Linked DNA regions of Culex pipiens: region 1 is linked to region 2. The links are chromatin contacts, called in public Hi-C maps. All regions are on one chromosome and are shown on one strand. Each heading gives the region's core, a stretch centred on a gene start, on an enhancer-like site or on the middle of the called end of the contact. The rest is flanking DNA. Distances are from core to core; before and after follow the strand shown. Region 1 holds the start of LOC120416642 (RNA cytidine acetyltransferase). Region 2 holds the start of LOC120416626 (protein GUCD1).

Region 1 (5,279 bases), core at 2,109-4,608, 230 kb before region 2:
AGATGATTTGCAAGGAGGAACCGGATCTGCCGTCGGCGGAGGAGGAATCCCCGAACAAGAACAAGAAAAAGGACCCGAACAAGGTGGACAAGAAGTACCTTTGGCCGCACGGAATAACGCCGCCGTGCAAGAACGTCCGCAAGCGCCGCTTCCGGAAGACGCTGAAGAAGAAGTACGTTGAGGCGCCGGAAATCGAGAAGGAGGTGAAGCGTCTGCTCCGGGTGGACAACGAAGCGGTCAATGTCAAGTGGGATTTGATTACGGAGGACGAAGATCCGAACAAGACAGGTGGGGATGATAAGAAGGACTTTAACGCGCCGAACAAGAGTCCTTCGAAGGGAAGCAAGAAGAGCGCGGCCAACAAGGACGTCGGCGAGCACGACATCTTCGGCGAGGAGGTTTCGGACTCGGACGAGGACGACAATCCGATCAACAAGAGCATCGACATCGATGAGAGTAGCCGGCTGTCGGCGGAGGCCGAGGACAGTCGCCTGTCGGACTCGAGCTCGTTCCAGGGCACGCAATCGTCGGATCGGCACGGCGCCACGGAGTTCAAGAAGGGCATGTTCAGCGGGGGAGCTGGCGAGGGAAGCAGCGGTCGATCGCGCAGCAAGATGGAGTCGGGATCGGTTTCGAAGTACGGGGACAACTCTCGGCTGGACTCGGACAACGAGGAATCGTCCGAGTTTATGGCGTCCTCGCGGGACACGGTGAGCAGCCGGCTGTACGAACTGCGCCGGCAGTTGAGCGATCTGAAGACGCAGCGCATCCAGAAGGAGCAGGAGATCCGTACGATCGAGAACCAGACGCTGCGGCAGCGCTTGCAGGACAATCTGGACAGCGTGATGAGCCAGATCGTGGAGAAGGAGATGGAGATTCAAGAGCTGGAGATGATGCAGTGAAGATTCGATTCTAAGGTAACTTTTAAACTTTCTTTATTAAAAATTGTGCTTTAAATGCCGATCTATATGAATGCATATCACGTCCTTGAAGTACCTACGCCATTCCGGTTAAATCTGTGACATAACTAACCTTCCGCAAGAAACGTTGACTCGTCGGCCGCATTCTGCTTTCGGTCGGCGATCCTCGAGCCAAACTGCAGCGCTCGTTTCCGCAAACAGGTTGATTCTCGCAATCCCAGCCGATATCCGCACAGGCGAAGCGTGAGTTTGTCCCCGATTCCAGCCCCGAGCGGATAGTAACACCTCTGGGAAGCGTCCAATCCATGAACCAACGCTACAAAGTCCTCCTGAAGATAGGGCGTCCGCGGCGTGATTCCATGATCGCCGATTACGCGATCATCCCGCGCCAAATTCCTACTTGGCAATCGATTCCAGTCGAGCTCCAACTCCGCCGCCAAACTCCGGAAACCCTGCTCAACTTCCGCGTCACTTGGACCATCTTTTGACCGCACGTCCCGATAGAAAGCAACCCGATGCCGGGAGTATCCGCCAAACAGTTCGTCCGCACCGGATCCCAGCAGAAGAACCCGAGCGTCACACCGATATCCGACAGCTTCATCAGTTGTTCCGTAACCACGCGACGCGAACCACAGCGCGGCCCCGATCGACTCGTCCAGCACGGACTTGAGCGGGAAGACCAGGTCGGAGATGCGGCGCTTGTGGTCGTTCAACTCCTGGCGCGTTATGTTGATTTCGACAAAGTTCCAGTGTCGATTCGGGCGTAGTCGTTGCAGTTCCTGGAGAGTGGATCTTCCCGTCACTCGATCCGGGACGTTCCAGTCGATGGGTGGAGGAGCGGTGGACGGATGTTTCTTCCCGTTTGGACGAACGATTTTCTCAAAGGCCACGTTGAGCAGATCGATTGGAGTTGAATCCGGGACGAAGCGATCGGCTAGAAGGGCGATGATCGTGCAGTCGATGCCACCGGAGAAGAGGATTCCGAGTCGTGGGTGTGGACAAGGATCGCGGGCGGGTAGACATTTTCGACAGAAAGCAGGCGTGTTGACGACCCGTTCACGTACGGATTGTTCAAGCAGTCGGATGAGGTCGTTGCAAAGGTTGGAGACTGCTGGGTTGTTTAGAAGGAGGTTGAAGACTTGATCACTATCCACGTTAGAATCTTTAAGAAGGTCGTGGTAGTTGAAGCTGATCTCGCTGTTTACTGAATGCAACCATGGAAGTTCAATTGGATCTTCGAACGTTACATTTAGAGCTGATTCCGATTCTCCCTTTTTGGTGTTCCACGGAAAGATGTGAAGATCTAGATTGTCTTCAGCCAAGTCCACGTAATAGATTCCGTTTGGGGGTAGTTCTACTGTTTTCTGCTGAACCTTGTTGCCTGTTGATTCATAGATCTCATTAGACAAAAACATCGTAAACAATTTCCCAAAGAACTCACCAAGAACACTGCTCACCAGGATTCCATCATTCGAAACAGCCACCAGTAACGAGTTCCTCCCGAAGCAATCCCGTCCAAAGTAAACCCTTCGGCGAACCTTGTCCAGCAGCACCAAACTAAACGGTCCCTTCAATACACCAAAAAGCTCCCGCAACTCCTCAGCCTCACCCCGCGTGGCCACAATCTGTCGGAACAACCACCGGGTATCGCTGTCCTCGGGTGGTCCATCGCGGCGGTCCATGAAGAGATCCCCGTTGAAGAGAAGTGCGAACCGGTCATCTTCGACGGGTTGACGGCATGGAGTCGCGCCCTGTTGCCAGAGGACCGTTCCGAGTAGGAGCACCCGCGAATCGAACTCGAGCCGGCCGGTCTCGTCGGGACCGCGGTTCTGGAGGTGGCACTGGCATTGGGATAGCTGTAAGGGTGAGCGGAGTGGGATTTAATTATTTCGGATTAATTTATTTTGAAGTCTCTTACGATCTCCTCTTGGGCGCCGGTGAAATCCGTTTTGGAAATGAAGCAAAATATTCCGCACATTTTTTTTGCGTTTTTTGACTTTTTGTTGTATTTTGTTGACCAGTGTTTGTAAACATAACATACATGAGAACTTTTCAAATGGTTGCATGCGTTTAATGATTTTTTTTAATATTTAATTCAAATTGAAATATTTATTTTTGATTTCAAAATTTAAATTTATTTTGGAACAAACCCAAATTTCTAATTCAAAGATCAAAAAGCAAAAATTTAGTTCCTTTTATCTGGATAATTTAAACGCGTGTAATGAAAGGCCGTAAGAGCAATGTCGTACCGCCCCTTTCAAATGTTGCTCCAGAATTGCACTGCAGTTTTAAAGTATTTTCTTTTCGATTTTTTCTGTACACCGTTTTCAACAAGTCTGTATCCTAAATTTAAATATCGATTTCCCTCCGTGCCGCAAAAAACAACCAATCAAAAAGAGTCACCCTGTGCTCGCCAAACTGTCAAAACACCGCCGCACTGTTTTGGTTATTCCGCCTGCGCGTGTCGTTCGAAAACACGTGAAATCCGTGGCCCGTCGGTAAATCTAGTTAATTTCGGTTCCCCGTTGGTTCCAACACCCCCCCGTCGCCACAATGGTCAAGAAAAAGATCGACAACCGCATCCGGGTGATGATCGAGAACGGCGTCAAGCTCGGCCACCGGACCATGTTCGTGGTGGTCGGGGACAAGGGCCGCGATCAGGTGCCGATTCTGTACGATATGCTGACGAAGGCGTCCGTAAAGGCGCGGCCCACGGTGCTGTGGTGCTACAAGAACAAGGACGAGGCCATTTCGAAGTGAGTTTAGTGGGGGAAATAGGTCACTGAGCGATTTAATGGAATATTGTTTTTGCTTTTAGTCACGGGAAGAAACGGGCGAAGAAGATTCAAGCCGGCAAGATCGACATCAACGAGTCGGATCTGTTCGATACGTTCCGGGTTTCGACCACGATTCACGGCAGGTACTACAAGGACACGCACACGATTCTGGGTAAAACGTACGGCGTTTGTGTGCTGCAGGATTTCGAGGCGTTGACGCCGAATTTGTTGGCAAGAACCGTCGAGACGGTTGAGGGAGGTGGGTTGATCATTCTGCTGCTGAAGACCATCAACTCGCTGAAGCAGCTGTACACGATGAGCATGGATGTGCACAAGCGATACAGGACTGAGGCCCACCAGGATGTCACGTGTCGGTTCAACGAACGGTTGATCCTCTCGTTTGCGGACTGTTCACGCTGTTTGCTGGTGAACGACGATCTTACGGTTCTTCCGCTGTCGTCGAAAACCGCTGAGGTGAGACCGGTTGAGGCCAACGCGATTCGTAAGAGTGCCAACGATGAAATGCTCGAAGAGCTGAAGGAGAGCCTCTCGGATACGCCACCGGCAGGGCCGCTGGTCAACATTTGCAAAACTCACGACCAGGCCAAGGCCGTCGCGCAGTTTATTGACGCTCTGGCGGAGAAACAGCTGAAGCCACCGACATCGTTGACTGCCGGACGTGGTCGTGGTAAGTCCGCCGCCATGGGACTGGCCATTTCGGCGGCCGTTGCGTTCAATTATGTCAATATCTACATCACTTCTCCGTCGCCGGAGAATTTGGTGACTCTTTTCGAGTTTGTCATGAAGGGATTCGACGCCCTGGAGTACCAGGAGCACACGGATTACACCATCATCCGATCTACGAATCCGGACTTTAACAAGGCCATCATCAGGATCAACGTAACAAGGAATAACCGGCAAACGATTCAGTACATTTCTCCTTCCGACGCACATCTGCTAAATGCCGCCGATCTCCTGGTTATCGACGAAGCCGCCGCCATCCCTCTCCCACTAGTAAAGGCAATGCTCGGGCCGTACCTCGTCTTCATGGCCTCCACCATCAACGGCTACGAAGGAACCGGCCGCTCCCTTAGCCTCAAACTGCTCTCGCAAATCCAAAAGGACAACAGCGCTCCACCCCCGATCAAGCTGGACGAATCAATCCGTTACAACCCGGCCGACCCCGTCGAAAGCTGGCTAACTTCTCTGCTCTGTCTGGACGCCTCGGTAGTCGCGAACCTCAACTCTGGCTGTCCCACCCCGGACGCTTGCGAGCTCTACTACATCGATCGTGACGCACTCTTCTCGTATCACCGGGCCGCCGAAGCGTTCCTGCAGCGCGTCGTGTCCATCTGCGTCTCGTCCCACTACAAAAACAGCCCCAACGACCTCCAGATGATGAGCGACGCCCCTGCCCATCACTTGTTCTGTCTGCTCGGTCCGATCACCAAGAAGGACCAGCTGCCGGAAATTTTGTGCGTGATTCAGGTCTGTCTGGAGGGGCAGATTTCTGCGCAGTCGGTGCAGAACTCGCTCGCTCGGGGTGCGAAAAGTGCCGGCGATTTGATTCCGTGGAACATTG
Region 2 (6,124 bases), core at 2,516-5,015:
CGGATGCAGGTAATCAGACTGAAAACCAAGGAAGGGATCAAAATCGTCGGTACGCTTATTCCCAAAAATTGCGTAGAACACCTCGTCAAGGATCTGAGCTCGGACGCGGAAAAGGTCGAGGAGCAGTCGTTTGCGGTCAAGTGAATTCGTTCGTTCGTTCGTTCGTTCTAGCTTGTTACCCACCTTACAAGAGTCATAAAATAGTAGCAACCTACCATTATTAGCAGCATCAGCAGCAGCAAACATACTTATTCTTCACACTGTAGTCGTCGCCCCTTGGATAGTGTGTTTTGTGTGCGTTTTTTTCCGCAAGTTTTTTCAATGTGGTATGAGTGTGTGAGTGCGAAAGTCGTGTTTAGAACAAACCAAATTAGGAATTTCCACCCGTTTTTAGAAAGACAATTTTCGGAAGCAAGTTTCTCTTTCACCGCGGAACAACATATGATATGAAGACGCGTTAAGCATTGTAAACTGATTTGTTTTATTTTGTTTTAATGAGATAAAATCTATTATGTACAAAGCACACATCAGTAGAAATTACCCGCTAGGACTTTTAGGGCATAAGTTATTATTGCTATGATACAGTATAGTGAATAAAAAAAAATCGTTGTGATGAAGACACTGTGGGTTTGTGCAGCTGTGGAATCCGAAATCCTTGCGCGACTCGGGCCGGAATAAATTAAATGCAAATGATGAGGGATCGCTCCGCGCCGACGACGTTGTTCATGGCTCGTTTTGGTAGATTAAAATAAGATCCTCGTCGGTTCCGCTGACCCGCCGCGACCGGTCCATCGCGTCGAACGACATGAAGCACACTCCTGAAACGAACGTGGCGATAAGTTTCGACGAAGACATGTGGTGGCGATGTGGTTCTTACTGTCTTTGAAGGCGGGGTTTCTGTAGAGAAACTTGTTTATCCTTTGATCGTACCCGCACAGCACGATGTAGTGGCCCATGTAGGCAGGTTTCAAACCCAAGCAGGACCTGAAAACGAATAAAATTTGTACAGACGAAAGAAAATGGCCCTCAAACATCTCGGACATGATTGACGTCAGAACCTATCGTGTAGCGAACATCGACTCGGACCATTCCTTGTGGTGGCAAAGCTGTGGCAACTCATGTCTGGTAAGTCAACCAGATTCAGTGATTTACAAACAGTTGCGAAGGTAGCAAACCCATCTCTTCCTTGATAATAAGGTTACGAGCTACCGGAACTACATTGTGGGAGTCACACCTCCAGTTCAATCTCGAAGGCTTGAAGTATTAGCACGGCTTCATGAACAGCGATCTACGACGTCCAGGCTGATGGAATCCTTCTTTGAACGATAGACGATATGCTGCTGGTATAATCGACGAAATGGTCCTGAAAACATTGTAGGTCTTCTCGGTGATTATCAGTATGTTGTAGTACGCCGTACCGGAATAGCCGCCGTATTGTCCAACCTACCCTACTCGAGTCGGTGTGCACAGTTCAACTTCCGAACACTTAACTTACTTTACTTTTACTGTTCGCACAACCCTCAGGTTATGGGCTACTCTCTAATTCTGCTGCGGAAGTCCCGCACTTTTAAGATCATCCTCCACTCGGTTCAACTGCACGTTTCAACCGGTACCGAATTGAACACCAACTTCACCGGCATCCGATGTATCTGACCGTATCCGAATACTTGGTTTGCCGTAGAGTCGCCAAAGATCGTGCTAAGCACTCGCCGTTCGAAAATTTCAAGCGCTTGCAGGATCTCTTCGAGCATCGTCCACGTCGTAAGCGACTGGTCTCATCAGCGTTTCGTACATGGTACACTTTGTACGCCGGGAAAGGTGACCAGACCTTAAGGTCTTGTGGAGAGTCCATAGTAGGCACGACTACCGGTGATGATGCGCCTCCGAATTTCTCTGCTGCAGTTATTATCCGACATCATCAACGATCCGAACTACATAAACTCCTCCACGACCTCGAACTCGTCCCCGTCGATCGTCACGATCGGTCCTATGCGAGCCCTAAGGGACTCGTGCCCCGCATGAAGCCCGCCCGCCCCCTAACACATTCAAGCCCAATGTTGAAACAGAGGCCGGAGATACCGTCGCAGTAACTTGCGCGATTAGATCGGGTTGTACAAAGGACCAGAAATCTTCATGCTGCACCGTTCCCCGTCCATCGTTGATTTCACCATTCTGATCAGCTATCCGGGAAAGCCGTTCTCGTACATGACATTCCATAGCACTTCGCGATCGGTCGAGATCGATTTCCCCTCCATGAAACCGGCCTAGTACGTACCAACGAAATCCTTTGCTCGCTCCGACACATGACAGAAGGTGATCTGAGAAAGCACTTTGTAGTCCGCGTTAAGAATTGTGATGGCTCGGTTGTTCTCATTGCAACATGTCCCTGTTCCTGTAGATTGGACACATACTCCATCTTTCCACTCCTCAGGTAGCTGTTCTGTGTCCCAGACTTTGACTATCGGCCAGTGTAGGCAGGCTGTCAGTTTGTCCGAGCCCATATTGATGAGTTCAGCTCCGATAACATCTTTATCAGCTGCTTTGTTGTTCGTCAGCTTCTTGATGGCATCCTCAACTTCCCTCATCGCTAGTGCTGGTTCGTCCCCGTCGTCCACCATACGTTGTTTTTTCATCGACCTGGTACTCCGCCCGTTCAAGTGCTCACGCTCATCCGTCAAGATTCCTGCGTCCTTTCTGCGTCACATTTCGGCTCGCGGCATGGAGCCTATGACTGAGTTTCTTGTAGAACCTAGCACTCCAACGTTTTCAAACGGCGCTTTTTTATCCCGGAAGAGATGGGATTACACCCACGGCGCGACGAGGTGTGCCGTATTGCTGTTGTGAATAACTCAGTGAATCAAGGTTCTTGATCAATTCGAAGATCGATGAGTCTGTTTGACAGTCACAGGCAGGGTTCCGAGGTTGACATCTAAAAGGTTGTTTGTTCCTTACCTCAGCTCCAACGACAGCTTGTTAGCTTTGCACAAGTCACAGTGCAGTAGAGAGGCGTTGGTCAGCATAATGATGGGACCATGGTTGGCTAAATGCTCGATCAAGAACGACGTTTGAACCGACTTGATCTCAATAAGAATGCCAATCCGCGATGCGTTTTCAAACTTTTCATTTACGCGCGTCTCGTCCTGCAAAAAACAACTCATGAACATCCAGCAGCCAAACGACGACCTTCAACTCACAGCATTGAAGCACTTGTAATACTCCTTGCCCACGTGCGACGGGTTGGCCCCGAACGTCGTGGTCAAGTACCTATGCTTTAGGCCAAAGTCCTTGAGAATATAACACAGGTCGATAGTCCATGTGCTGAAATAGAAGACCTTGGCATTAATTTCAATCACGCACTGCTGCTGCTGACCCCTACCTTTCTCCGAATCCACCAGCTGTGCAAATTTCCTTGAAATTGGCCAGGAACTGCTGCTTTTCCTGGCGGCCCAGCAGCATAATGATGCAGGACAGGCCACAATCCCAGTCGTAACGCTGCCGGAAGTGAACCAACGGGTGCTCAAAGAACGCGGGCAAGGTCTTGGGGGGACACATCTTCACGACATCAATCACTTGAATCTGGCACAAATCTGAGCGAGACACTTTTCATACATTTTTTCGTCGCGTTTAGGCCTCTCACTAGTTCACCATGTGAACAATGAATCAGCCCTTATCAGAGGAACAGAATTAACAACAAAGCGCGCGATGGATATGGTCGCCTTCTGCGGTGCACCGAGAGGAAGACTGTTTTTGAAGAACAAGAGTGGGCCAAATGACAAGAGCTTCGTTTTGCGTTGAATGGTGGGGAACACTTTGCGACCCAATTTATTTTTTATTCAGAATCTGATCTGATCTGAATCTGATAAAAAAAAAAAATAGAACATTTTATACAGCATTGCCATGGCGTTCTCGATTGCGAGATTCCTATTCGAAACTAAGCTTCCATCCACCCCGAGATTCGAACTGACGACCTTTGGATTGTGCGTCCAACTGCCTACCAGCGATTCCACCGAGACAGGACCCAGGGAGACGCGTCTCCTACACCTGGACTGAGCTGACGATCTAACTTCTAAGTTAGACCGGGGCCAACATTTACTTCCCCGTCCGAAGGAAAGTGATGTGTCCGGAAACGAATGAAACACGTGTAGTACAAAACGTAAGAGCGAATATATTTCGTACTGGTTTGCGTGGTTGTTGAAACCGAACTTAATTTTCTCCACCACCCACAGGCGCAGCCTACTGCGATGGGCGCTCGATGGTGGGGATGGAACATCTCCCCCCTTATTTCATCCAGAAGTTGGAAAATCTTCCTGGAAGCTTGATTGCGCGTTGTCCTCGTCCTCCACCAGCTGGCGCGCCTTGAGGTGCTTCAGGTACCGGATGTCCTTGTCCTCCAGAAGCTCGTCCCGCCGGGAGAGCGGCAGGTGCCGGTGGTTCTACAGCTGCGTCCTCGAACTCTGCTTCGGATGAACCGGATTGCTCCTGATCGTCAGATTCTTCAGAGTCGTCGTCCGAGAATTCCGGATCGCTGTCGTCAACTGGAACAGGAACTGGCACTGGAGTTGCAGGCACTGGTGCTGCTACCGCATCGGCCAATCCAAAACCGTCGAAAAAGATCGAGAGCGGCGTCGGCTCTGGCGAGGCTGTGGTCTCGGGAAATCGTGTCTTCAACTGGTTTGCGTGCGAACGGATCAAGCGTCGGCGGTCGTCGAGGAATATGTTGTAGTTGACTCTGCCGATCTTCTCGATCACGGTACCAGCCTCCCACTGCCAGGAGTTGGCACGATGGACCTGCGCGAAGACGGCATCGCCGTGCTTGAAAATCCGTTGGATCGCACCGTGCTTTTTGTTAAAAGCGTCGTTCTGCTTCTCCGCCCTAGCGCTGGTGCTTGGCGAATTGTCCTTGGTCGGTTGAAGGAGAGCAGAAATGGTCCGGACTGGCCGGCCGAACATCACTTCCGCCGGAGACTTGCCATCGAGATCGCTGGTTGGGGTCGAGCGGTACACTTGCAAAAGCGTCTGCAGTGCTTCCTCCAGGGTTTCTCCCCCCGCGCGAATTTTGCGAAGGCTTCTCTTCAGCGTGTCCACAAATCGTTCCGCCGATCCGTTTGATTGTGGGTGGAACGGAGCGGTTCGAAGGTGGCAAATTCCCAGCTTGGTGCAGAACTCCTTGAACTCGTGGCCAGTGAACTGGGTTCCGTTGTCGGAAACAATAACCTCCGGAATACCGAACGTAGCGAATGACTGGGTCAGCAGCTTGATGGTGGTCTTCGCTGTCATCGTTCGAGTTGCGTACACTTCGGGCCATTTGGTGAATGGGTCGACCACCACCAGGAAGTACACGCCATCCACGGGACCGGCGTAGTCGATGTGGATCCGGGACCACGGCTTGCTTGGAGTTGGCCACGATTCTAAGCACGTTTTGGTGGGTGCTTTTCCAGCGATGGAGCAAGGGTTGCATCGCTTAACGAAATCCTCTATTTCGTTGTCTAGTCCGGGCCAGTAGACGAAACTGCGCGCAATCGCCTTCATGCGGACCATTCCAGGATGTCCACGGTGGAACTGTCGCAAAATCTGGGACCGGAACTGGTTCGGAACCACCACTCGGTCGTGGAACATCACGCAACCGTCGACAAGACTGAGCGATTCCCGTCGGCGGAAGTAGGGAAGAACCTCGGAGTTGGTGACCGATCCCGCGCTGCTTGGCCATCCGTCGCGGATGTACTTGACCACGGCCTGGAGTGTGGCGTTCGTCGCAGTGGCTTTTTGGAGAGCTGCGAAAGAGACCGGCACTTTGTCGATCGTGTCTGCGATGATGCTTACCAGGTCCTCTTCGAGTGTGAGTGCTGCCACGACGTACTCCTCTTCCGGTTGGATGGTACGGTCGATGAGCCGAGACAACATGTCGGCACAACCGAAGTCGCTCGTGGACACATGCTGGATCTCGAAATCGTAGTTCAGCATCGTGAGTGCCCAGCGTTGGAGGCGATTCGCGGTGTGCAGTGGAATTCCCTTCTTCGAGCCGAAGATGGACAGGAGCGGCTTGTGGTCAGTTTGCAGTGTGAAGGGTCGTCCCAGCAGGTACTTGTGGAACTTCGTTACCGCATATACTAACGCGAGCGCTTCC

The links. Hi-C and Micro-C count contacts between places; a contact is called where the count stands out from the background.
Region 1: a contact with region 2 is called in a Hi-C map of embryo, with 2.4 times the contacts expected there. The contact joins the promoter of LOC120416642 here to the promoter of LOC120416626 in region 2. A contact is called at or near these places in 2 of 3 Hi-C or Micro-C datasets (embryo and whole pupa).

Annotation. Positions count from the first base shown.
Region 1 is chr2:123,602,793-123,608,071 of TS_CPP_V2, reverse strand. LOC120416642 (RNA cytidine acetyltransferase) reads left to right here and starts at 3,358. Exons shown (of 4, transcript XM_039578452.2): 1 at 3,358-3,676; 2 at 3,739-5,279. The coding sequence starts at 3,474. It overlaps LOC120416648 (asparagine synthetase domain-containing protein CG17486), which reads right to left and starts at 2,972. Exons shown (of 3, transcript XM_052708197.1): 1 at 2,839-2,972; 2 at 2,362-2,776; 3 at 903-2,301. The coding sequence starts at 2,898. The coding sequence ends at 1,028. LOC120416650 (transcription initiation factor TFIID subunit 7) reads left to right here. Exons shown (of 3, transcript XM_039578459.2): 3 at 3-977. The coding sequence ends at 902.
Region 2 is chr2:123,373,650-123,379,773 of TS_CPP_V2, reverse strand. It overlaps LOC120416626 (protein GUCD1), which reads right to left and starts at 3,765. Exons shown (of 5, transcript XM_039578433.2): 1 at 3,377-3,765; 2 at 3,195-3,318; 3 at 2,953-3,140; 4 at 878-984; 5 at 458-818. The coding sequence starts at 3,552. The coding sequence ends at 724. It overlaps LOC120416631, which reads right to left. Exons shown (of 1, transcript XM_039578438.2): 1 at 4,279-6,124. The coding sequence ends at 4,279. LOC120416625 (protein strawberry notch) reads left to right here. Exons shown (of 13, transcript XM_039578431.2): 13 at 1-619. The coding sequence ends at 144.